3 separate regions of the Gossypium arboreum genome follow, and regions 1 and 2 are each linked to region 3. The links are chromatin contacts, called in public Hi-C maps. All regions are on one chromosome and are shown on one strand. The core of a region is the stretch at or near the end of the contact, and the rest is flanking DNA. Distances in the headings are between cores, read along the strand shown.

Region 1 (3,820 bases), core at 743-3,242, 74 kb before region 3:
TGTTGGTATAATAAAATATTCAAGTTTAGTCCATCAATTTTGCCTATCAATTGCTTAGTTTAAGGTACAGGGACTAAATTGAAAAAGTTTTATCGCTATGAGTTTTTAATTGGCTAAAGACTTAATGACTTAAATTTCACTTAACCAAAGATCCAAAATGACAATTAAACCATTTTATATTATATGTTAGTGGATTTTGGTGGCTTAAACATTAAACATTTGGTTAGTAAGCTAATTAGTGATTAATTGAAAATTAATTAAAATTTAATTATATTATAAAAAGCCAAATTCAGTGGAAAGAAAGAGAGAACTCTCTTCTTCTCCAACCTTTAAACCGTCCACCATAAAATAAATATGAATTTTTAAGGGTTTTCAACTTTCGACAACCATTTGGTAAGCTTAATTAAGTCTTTTTTTTGTATTTTTTTTTCTATGTTTTTGAGGTCGTGGGAGCTTGATTTAGCTAGCCCATGTACCAATTTGTAAAACTATTAAAGTTTTTGAAAGTTTTCATTGTTGATTTCTTGAAGAAATTAATGTCAAATTGATATATTTTAAGCTTATATGTGAAAAAGGACTAAATTGTAATGTTTAAATTATTATTTTTGTACATAAGGACTAAATTGTAATGTTTAAATTATTAATTTTGAAATTGATGTGAAAATTTTGTAATGATAGACCGTATAGGGACTATAATGAATGTAATTGAGGTCACTTTTCAAACTGAAGCTCAAAATTGAAAGTTATGACTATTTCGGTTTTAGAGACTAAATTGAATAAAATGTAAAACTTTACGAGTACTGAAAAATAATGTTTCGTAGGTTCATCCATATCAAGATACAATGTGTAAATGTTTGATATTGATGGGTTGAATGAAATACTTGAATAGATCAAAAATTGGATAAGGTCGGAGATAATTAGGGAAAAATCAAAATTATCAATTAATCATTGAAGATCTAACTTATTTGTTATTTTAACCAGGTAAATTCATATGGTATTTAATTATATAGATTGTGGTGCATTTAGTTTGTAATTATATGTGATTGGTTGTGAATTGATTTAAAAGTAACCCTAAGTCTATTTATAAGATATTATGCATTTGCATTGAGAATTTATTTGAGCTTTTTTTTTTTCAATAAGTGAAAATTTATCAAAATTCGTATTTTGTGGCATTTTCAATTCTTAATACCGATTATCTAGATTTTAATAACAAGTTGAATAAGGGTTTAATAGAGAAAAATTTCCAAGTATCTACCTAAGGTCAAGATGGAAAGCCATTTTTCCCCCAAATCTTACCTACCTAAATATCAACACTCAAATCCACATCACACATCAAGCCATATAACCCCTCACTAATAAATTGTAAAAAGAAAAAAAAATATTTCCAGATACCTAAAACTCAGCTAAACTCATAAATTACTCTCAACATATTTATGTGAACCGTCACAATCTTGATCATCAAAGCTTATAACAACAAACATATGTATCATTAAACTTGCATTGTACTATATCTCATTATAATATTGACTTGTATTGAAAATAAACTAAATAATATAAATCCAACTCAAAGAAACTTGATTTGAACATTTAAACGTTAACCTCAGATTAACATTATGTATAACTCGAACTCTTAAGATCAAGTGTATGCCAAAACCTATTAACTTGATTTTTTAGTGCTTGTGCTCTTTGCTCTTTAATGAAATAATATATATATACACACATCATAATTAGACTTGTTTAGAGAAGAACAATTTATCCCAAACGATAAAGAAATTAAAAATTTATTTAAATGTAGAAAAATATTAATTTTGACGTAATAAAATAAATTAATGGAACCTGGACTGAGAAAAAAGAAAGAGGAATGAGCTGCGGCCGAACCTACCGTCAACACTTGTAAATATTAATTGCTTCCACTAACTTAGGTTCATTAAATGAACTTTTTTCAGTTTTGACAATACATGCAGCAATTCCTCCGCTATGCTTAGTTTACTTACGAAAGAGAGAGAAGGGAACGCCGTTTAATAGCGCACTTCCCATGAACCAACCATGCCAAGCTGCCATCTGTGTTGTTCTTCTTCCACGTAGCACTTATTTTTTTGGCTTTGGACAATTTCCATTGCGTGGCACCCACTCCCCTTACCTTTTTTAATCTTTTTTACCTACATAAATACCCCCCTCCCCCATTTTCCTTCCTCTCTCAAATTCTTCCCTCATTTCTCTCCTTAACTCCTTTTGTTGTGCCTCTTCTTTCTCTTGCTCACTAGTTTTTCTTTACCTTTCTCGAGAAAAAAGTTGAAAGGAAAGCAGGAAAATAATGCCGGGTTTTGGTGGTTTGGAGACTCCTAGTCCTACTTCCACTGGGGATGGTCCATGTCATTCAAAAGATACTTCTCGAGATTTGCGTGATCACCTCCCTTCATTAATGGCTTCTTGTTATCCTATCACTCTCAAGGTAAATAAAAAGAAATCTCGAGTGAGTTCATTGTGTTGAACTACCCGAGTCAACCAATCATTGACTCGTTTTCGTTTCTTACCATTCATTTTGACCTTCTTATTTGACCTTTTCTAATAATATTCTTATCTATGTTTTTCTTCATGCAGTTCATCGACGTGAGCTATAAGGTGAAGGTACAGGGAACCAACAGTCAAGGTCGCAGTATTAAACGCATGCTTAGCCATGGATCAACACCCTCTGATCAAGGAACAACGAGTAGGGCCCAAGAGAGGACGATATTGAACAATATCACCGGCATGGTTTCACCAGGAGAAATGTTGGCTATCCTTGGTCCTTCAGGCAGCGGCAAATCTACTCTCCTCAATGCCTTAGCTGGTCGGCTACAACACGGCCATGGTCATTTCACCGGAACCTTGCTTGCCAACAACAAAAAACCCACTAAACAAATGGCAAAACGCACTGGATTCGTCACCCAAGACGACGTGCTTTACCCTCACTTAACAGTTCGTGAAACCTTGGTGTTTTGCTCCCTTTTAAGGTTACCAAACACACTGTCGACCAAGGAGAAGATTTCAGTGGCTGAGACGGTTTTATGCGAGTTGGGGTTATCGAAATGTGAAAACACAATCATTGGGAACAGTTTTATACGTGGTATTTCGGGTGGAGAACGGAAAAGAGTAAGTATAGCTCATGAAATGCTTATAAACCCTAGCCTGCTGCTTCTTGATGAACCGACGTCGGGTTTGGACTCCACAGCGGCACACCGGTTGGTTTCGATTTTGGGTTCGTTGGCTCAAAAGGGGAAGACCATAGTCACATCCATGCACCAACCATCTAGCCGAGTTTATCAGATGTTTGACTCAGTGTTGGTTTTGAGTGAAGGAAGGAGCTTGTATTTCGGCAAGGGAAGTGAAGCTATGAGTTATTTCGAGTCCATTGGATTCTCACCGTCTTTCCCTATGAACCCTGCCGATTTTCTCCTTGATCTCGCTAACGGTACGTCAGCTTCAACTTCTTTTTTCTGTTGTTTGCTTTCTTTTCATTAGTTATAGCTGAGTTAACTCGAATAGTTACGAACGAGCTCAATTCCCTTCTACTTTCGTTTTCTTGCTGCTGTTTACTTCCTGTAGACTTAAATTCTTTTCTTCAATTTTCACTAAGTATAGAAAGAGGGAAAAACCATAGGGGGGAACACAACACTTTCCATCATTAAGACTAAGATTATATCTCATATAAATTCCCCCTAGGAGAAAGATTTCAAAAATAAAAATATGGGCAAATGAGTGGTGGGTCAGTGTATTAAATAAAGGTTGTGAAACCGTATAATAAGGTGGATAGAAATGGATAGTGCGGTATTCCTTTTTC
Region 2 (3,589 bases), core at 296-2,795, 120 kb before region 3:
TTAAACCTATAATTCAAGCACCTAAAAATATAAAGCCAATCTAGGAAATGAAAAAAATTTGAAGTTTTAAATTATAAATGATGACTTAAATATTAAGAGGGTTTTCACAAAATCTTAGTATTGTTTATGAACAAGATTTTTAGAATTGAATTGATGGTTGAATGGTTAGGTCATTAGGTTGCTGGTGTAATTGATTTGGAAAATTGATTAAACAAATTATTAAAAGTTCATAAAAATAATAAAATATTAAATTTAGCTTGTCAACCAGTCAGTATCAGCTCACAACTCAATCGATCTAAAGTATTTCTCCAAATCAAGAACCGAGAGTAGCACTCTGATAATTCTTGGTCCAACTGATTGGTTCGGTTTAATTCAGGTAACCATAATTATGAAAAGATATAATGTTTTTTAGTGGTGAATGCAATCAACTTTAGATGTCTTATTAATTTAGCATGTCACGAAAAACTTGATATGCGTTTAATGGTTGTTGTTATAACATTTTATATGTATAACTACATACTAAGATTTTGAAAGATTTAGAATGTTAGAAACATATAAAAATTTCCTATGAAAATTATTCAATATGGTTGTATAATGATTGAAATAATTTGGACATATGTGATAAAATAGTTGAATGAAGATTGTAAAATGATCCAACGTGCTTATATATATATATATATTATAAAAATCAAGATCATAATTTATTATAATTTTGTATATTTTAATCTAAATATTATTAAAACTCCAAAAGAAATTACAAATTAATAAATTATTTTAAAAAGTGATTTGAGATAAAAGATGTTAGCAAAAATAAAATTTTGTCTCAACTTCATACTTAACATATGAAATTTTTTTTTTGTCGATATTCAATAATAAAACACATCAATTAAATATACTAATGGTTGTAAGATCAACAAAACATATCATCTTGATATTGGTGTAGGAGCACTGTATCTTAGTTGAGTGCTATAAAAATATTAACGTAACATGGTAAAAGGTTGGACGATAATACTACATACATAATTTAACTAGAAGGATGAGGAGTTAATTATATTTCTCTTAAAATTTTCTTCACTTATCACCTTAAGAAGAATAATAATATAAATGACAATATAGAAAGTTAGAATTCAAAATTAAAATAGTTTTGGTAACGAGTTAATATATTATGCATGTATAATTTTTCTTTTAAAATTTTAAAGAAACTGATTATATATTTAAAGAAAATGTTATAAATAATTTAATTATAAAATGAATATTCATTATAATAAAAGTTAAAAATAAAATTTTATACCATTACGTTTATAAATATATTAATATATATTTTTGACAATTAAACTACTGAAATATATTATAAAAATAGGGACATAAATTTATTTTACCTTAAAAATTACAAGTGATAACATAATGATCTTTAGTTTTATTAAAAAACTATTTACAGAATGTGGCTTCTTAATTATTCTTTTTTAAGAAACTAGCATTTATTATATTAAATTATTTATTTTAAAATAATAGATAATAAATAATAAATTTACTTTTTCTATTTCTATTTCTATTTCTATTTTCACTCACAAAATGCAAAATTTGTAATAATAGGAATCGGGAAGCTTTGAGCTTTGTTTCCGGCTGATTGTAAAAATACGTTGTCTCCATTGAAGGGGAGTGGAAGCGAGAGAGAGAGATCCCATCTGAGATATTTGTGGCAATGAATAAGAAAATTGCAGGATCGTCCTCAAGACCAAGAAAGCCCACAGGTACGGTTTTACCATACCAAACCCAGAGAATAAGGGACCACTATTTCTTGGGCAAGAAGCTTGGGCAAGGTCAATTTGGCACCACCTACCTATGTACCCACAAGGTTACTGGTATCCGTTACGCTTGCAAATCTATCCCAAAGCGCAAGCTCGTCTGCCGTGAAGATTACGATGACGTCTGGAGGGAGATCCAGATCATGCATCATTTGTCTGAGAACCCATTCGTGGTTCAGATCAAGGGAACTTATGAAGATGCCGTGTTTGTTCATTTGGTTATGGAGCTTTGTGCGGGTGGGGAACTTTTTGATAGGATCGTGGCTAAAGGTCATTATAGTGAAAGAGAGGCTGCTAAGCTTATCAAAACCATTGTTGGTGTCGTTGAGGCTTGTCATTCCCTTGGGGTTATGCATAGAGATCTCAAACCTGAGAATTTCTTGTTTGATACTCCCGCTGACGATGCCGTTCTCAAGGCTACCGATTTTGGCTTGTCCGTCTTCTATAAACCAGGTTGCTTCTGGGTTTTCTTTTGTTTCTATGTTACTCTTGATTCTCTTTAATTAAAGGTGCTTTTTTTGGTTGAATGATTAATGTAGATCTGTAAGAACCATGAATAGAGTTTTCTCTGATTTTGGTTTAATTATCTGATTGGACGTTGAGGATTTTATTCATTCTTCGACACCTTGCGGTAGGATATTGATATCTGATATTGGTTGTTTCCATGATTGGGATTTCCTTTTGATTTTATTGTAATCATGTTGTATTAAATTGAATTGATTCTTTGAAGGTCTTGGGATAATTAATTTTCACCGTGATGATTCACTGCATGTTCTTCAGGTACTGTTCATTAGGATCAATTTCCCTTAGGATGTACTACTTGGTGTGTATTTTCCAAAATTCATATTAATTTAAAAAAAAAATTGTGAGGAACTTCGGTTCTGGTTTTTTGAATGTAACAATGTTCTGTTATGCAAAGAACATCTTTTACGAAGGTTTTATGGTTTCAGTTTTTGTCCATAATTAATGCACTAAATATCTAATTCAATTGAATATATTAAATGAGATGGTTCAATGATCAGCATGTTTTTCGGAAAACTCCTTGCTGATGTAAAGATTAGCACCATTAGATTATTGTGTTGTGCTTCATTACTAAACTCTGCTTGTAGGAATCAAGCATTGAATTGCACCTCTTGCATTCACTAATGCTTTGCCTTATATTTTTCTGTGAATGTTTTCTTTCATGGTTAATGGGGCTTACTTTTTTTTTATCCTTTTTCATTCCAGGACAGTATTTTAGTGATGTTGTTGGGAGTCCCTTTTATGTTGCGCCAGAGGTTTTGTTGAAGCATTATGGACCAGAAGCAGATATATGGAGTGCTGCTGTTATCCTATACATCTTGTTGAGTGGGGTTCCGCCATTTTGGGCAGGTATTCATTTCAATACTGTACTCCCTGCAACGGTTAGTGCCATTCTTGTGTTCTCATATCGTAAATGTACTTACGTTCCCTCTCAACTTGCAGAAACTGATTCAGGAATCTTCAGACAGATTTTACATGGAAAAGTTGATTTTGAATCTGAGCCATGGCCTAGTATCTCTGAAAGTGCAAAAGATCTGTTAAGAAAGATGCTTGAAAGGGACCCACAGAAAAGAATTACTGCCTATGAGGTTCTATGTAAGTTATTTGAATACTATGCGATATATTTTATTATTTCTTTTCTATAACATGGGAATGACAGTGTCCTATCTTTATTGTATGTGTATAAGTCACAATTGTGGGTTGGTTTATGCATCAGGTCACCCATGGATTGTGGATGATAGAGTTGCCCCAGACAAACCTCT
Region 3 (4,057 bases), core at 224-2,723:
ATTATGTCATAAAAATTAACAAAAAAAAATCCAAACAGGTAACAACTAGATTGTGATTTCCACACATGAAGTAGAAGGCCAAAATTACTCCAATTAAAGTAAAAGGATTGTTGGCCAAAAGAATTATTAGTTCAGCAGCTTACAGGTACAGTCCTAGCAGGAACGTGATAAAAGCTTAGGCTAATAATCAAACAAGTTGACAAGTGTAGAATTTTTACAAAGAAATATTTACAATTGAAAATACACATTATGTTTGTAGACATCTAACTTAACTCCGACTTCAAAAGCTTAACTTGAGCTCTCAAGCTCAGGTCCTGGTTTGTTCAAAGCGGACTCGATCAAAATAAAGCAAAATAAGAAATTTCATTATTTATATATATATACTATCATCCAAAATAATTCTAGCTTCTTTTATTGGCTAATGCTACCAAATCAAATCACCGACAATTTTCAACAATTACAGTATGCAGGTGCACGTATATGTCCAAAAGCAGTAGAAATCGAAGAAAAACCATTTTTATCACATAAAAACACGCACCGTGTTACATGGATCTCAAATGCAAAAAAAAAGGTTACAAACAAGCTCGTAACAAAGCTATGATAGATATAACAAATACCAACATGACGGCTCTCGTTCCGAGATGACTAATTTTTACTTTCAAACCAATAGCTTTTAGCAGAACCTGACAAAGCTTGGGATGGCAGCCGCTGTATCAAAAACCCATTGATATATTCTCAATCTTTGTGTTGCTCACCTCTCAAAGTAAATCCAAAAGAGGTGGTTGTTCGGATGTTGGCTTGGCAAAAGTTGTCCTTGAAGCTGAACTTGCCCCCCTACCTCGGCCTCTTCCTCTACCCACAGCTGTTGATGGTGGCGGTGCGAGTTTTGGAGCAGTCTGCTCATTCTTGCTAGAACCAAATATAGACCCCAGACCTGCTGATTTCTGGTTGTTGTAAAAACTCATTGAAGCTGAAATACCACGGTTTTGTTTCAAGAATCCAATACTGCTCTGGGAACTTCCACCGTTCAAAATACCTGCGTTCGAGGTTGAACTCCCATGATTAGGTCTTAGTATCTCCCCAGAGTTCTGGTTGCTGAACCCCCAACTATTGTTGCTGCTCTCTGTTGGGTGATTCATGGTGCCTGGGGTGCTTGTAATAGAACTGAATCCATAATTGTTCATGCCTGGTCCTCCCATAATACCATTGTTAAAAGTTCCAGAGTCATTTGAGGAGGCACTAGGCCGTGGAGGCCAGTTAGCAAAAGGATCTAAATCTTCAAAATTTGATGACAAAGATGTTCCAGCATTTAATTGCTTCTCGCCAATGCCTGACTCTACAGTAACACCTGAAGATGGACGAGGAGGCCACTCTATGTCAACTGCAGGACAAGAATTGGATGTTTGCTGGCTAGATATAGTGGATATTAAGGAAGATTGAGATTGTGTAGGTGCCGATTGAATTGACTTATCATCCAAAATAAAGTGAAAGGATAAATTGTCCTTGGGAGGCTGGTGGGCAGTGTGACTGGCATTGGCAGCTGCTCTGGTAGTAGGACCCCAGTCTTCATCCCATGCTGGGCTGCTTTTTGCAGAAGCCACAGTTCCATTTGCTTTGCTCAAGACTTGAGACCGAAGCCCGTTGGAAGTGGTAGCAGGTTTTAAATCTGGGACTCCAGAATCAGTTACAGTAACCCCACGGTTTTCTTCTATCCTTCTGTGTTAAAACAGAATTAGGAATCGCATCATAAGAAAATGTTAGAAAAAAAAAAAGAGTATTTGTTATTCAGAGAAGAAAAAAATTCATTTTTCATCATGAAAGCACAACAATAATAACTATACCTAAGAATATCCTTGACAAAGAGCATGTATTTGGCAAACTGCTGAACATTCAACTGTTGGGCCGTAAGAAGAGGTGTGAGTAGAGGGAGGATATGCTCTGCGGCGAATTCTACTCCATACTAACAAGATGAATAGGAAAGACAGAAAATGAGCTGTATGCCCTCTGGAGGTTCCAATATAGAATAGAACACAAATTAAGCAACAGAAGGTAGAGTCTGTCATTACCTGCTTGAGAATTGAGTTTGAAACACCTAGCGTACACATAAGTGTTGGAGCAGAATGATCAACGGCTGTGCAACGTTGAATGGTTTGCAAGACATCCAACACAGCCTGTCTATCAAGTGTGTTAACAAAATCTCCCAGGCAGAGCAAAGCACTGACTCTGACCTGCTCAAATAAACATAGAGGTTTAGAAGAAAGTAATCAAAATTAATAGAATAGTGCAGCTATGTATTTTTTTTTTTTAAAAGAAACGCTTTATAAGATTTTCAAATTTTAAAAATGGAAAAGGCCCCACAATCTACACATAGGTTACATGACATAGCAGTCTCGGTCATGACATCTAAAATTCAAGACTAATAATTTTAATATTGGGTAATTGCCTAAAAAACTCATACATACCGCAGCAATAGTTGTTTTCAGAGCTAAGCCATGAACACGAGGCAGAATGACTTGTTTCACAAGCTGAAGAGCATAAAGAATGAAACACTAATTCAGTAAACATAAGGAATTCCAACAGAAAAGAAACACACAAGAATAAAAATGGACATACAATGTGTTTAATTTCATACCATCAAATCCATATTTCACGTTGTCCAAATTCCTACTTTAATATATTAAAATAAATAAAAGAAAAAGCTGCAATGCATTAAAAATAGGTTAAAGATGCTTGAACAAAATCCAAAAGGCAGAACAGCTAGTTGTGAAGCATAAAAAAGTAATTTTAAATAAATTGTTAAATTTTAGTACCAGCATTATTACTAAGTATCAGAAGCACTATAAAAGCTAAAAAGAACTCAATATTTTGACCAAGCTCATCTTTTAGAATTCTTTAAGATGAAAAAAAGCTAAAAATCCACTATGAAGTTGTTTTAGGTATTGTATGAAACTTAAGACAGGTTAAACACACAATATGATGATATAAAGGGAATGAAGCTCATGCCATGGAGGAGGAAATCTATTTGCCCATTTGATGTGAACCTCGTATACTTGCCGTGAAACTTAGCAACAATGAATGAAATCGAATGCCATTTTCAATAGTGATTCTTGTGAATTTCCATATAATTGATAGTATTGGTCCCTGATTCTACAAAGTTAGCGGGTCAATATTCTGTTTCAATTGATAATATTGGTCACCACTTCTTCATAAGCAACAGGTTTGATAATTTGTGTCTTTGTAACCTATTGGATGATCCCAGGGTTCGATTTCAATCCTTGTTGCTGAGTTCAAGACACGTATGTGAAGTTCACATCAGCACTAGATAGGGATCTTTGCTTTTGAAATAAGAGAAACATCAAAAGTAAATTAATGGAACGAGAAATTTTATGAGTTGATGAACAAAACTTAGCCTAATAAAAAGTGTTGGATAAACTATGAACTGTTTTAATAAAAAAATAACACTGTGAGACAAACCACTATGTTTCTTTACAGTAAGATAAAGGAAAGATGGCTTCTAAGAAACACACATGCATAGACAAGAATGAGATAGAGCATGTTGGTAAAACTAAGCTTGGCAAATTATACAAGAAGAATGCCAAACAAGGCTCAAAATTGCATGCTGTGTTTACCCATTAATCCTCAGACAACTTCACATTTGTTTCATTTCAAATCCATAGAAAATGCAGCTAAGAAAAAGAACAGTACAACTTTATTCTTTCCTTCTGCAGGCAGTGTAATTACCTTCTTTTAGCAACTAAAGAAAAGCTTAAATCTAAGTCTAAAATTCGTACATTCATCTCAGCACCTATAGTCTAGGGATGGTCTACATCATCCAACAATGAACAGGCACAAATGACCGTTACGCTTTTCCCAGTACTTAATAATTGATAATAACAACCACAAATAGTATCCAAGTCAAAAGGAATCCAGAAAAATCTCTGATTGTCTTCTAACAGATTCACAATCCATTTATGATCAGTATTATTGCATAAAACAAAATATAGGAAATGTAAACTTCTGACAATGGCAATCCATTTAAAAAAAAAAAGACGACAAT

Evidence for each region. A called contact is a pair of places that touch in the nucleus more often than the background predicts.
Region 1: a contact with region 3 is called in a Hi-C map of leaf, with 3 times the contacts expected there. The contact joins the promoter of LOC108450732 here to the enhancer-like site in region 3. A contact is called at or near these places in 2 of 5 Hi-C or Micro-C datasets (both in leaf).
Region 2: a Hi-C map of leaf shows a contact between it and region 3, with 4 times the contacts expected there. The contact joins the promoter of LOC108453038 here to the enhancer-like site in region 3. A contact is called at or near these places in 3 of 5 Hi-C or Micro-C datasets (all in leaf).

Annotation. Positions count from the first base shown.
Region 1 is chr5:28,507,116-28,510,935 of ASM2569848v2, forward strand. It overlaps LOC108450732 (ABC transporter G family member 25-like), which reads left to right and starts at 1,993. Exons shown (of 3, transcript XM_017748482.2): 1 at 1,993-2,452; 2 at 2,602-3,451. The coding sequence starts at 2,315.
Region 2 is chr5:28,463,015-28,466,603 of ASM2569848v2, forward strand. LOC108453038 (calcium-dependent protein kinase 11) reads left to right here and starts at 1,546. Exons shown (of 8, transcript XR_001866501.2): 1 at 1,546-2,258; 2 at 3,033-3,176; 3 at 3,270-3,422; 4 at 3,544-3,589.
Region 3 is chr5:28,582,003-28,586,059 of ASM2569848v2, forward strand. LOC108453081 (SCY1-like protein 2 B) reads right to left here. Exons shown (of 14, transcript XM_017750983.2): 11 at 2,463-2,525; 12 at 2,067-2,228; 13 at 1,842-1,960; 14 at 387-1,716. The coding sequence ends at 759. Among protein-coding and RNA genes, the nearest start is that of LOC108453081, 12 kb to the right of the region's middle. Within about 2 kb of position 1,474, at least 2 of the 2 cell types and tissues checked have an H3K27ac peak or open chromatin away from gene starts, as enhancers often do. A contact at or near this core is called in leaf, where this site is marked.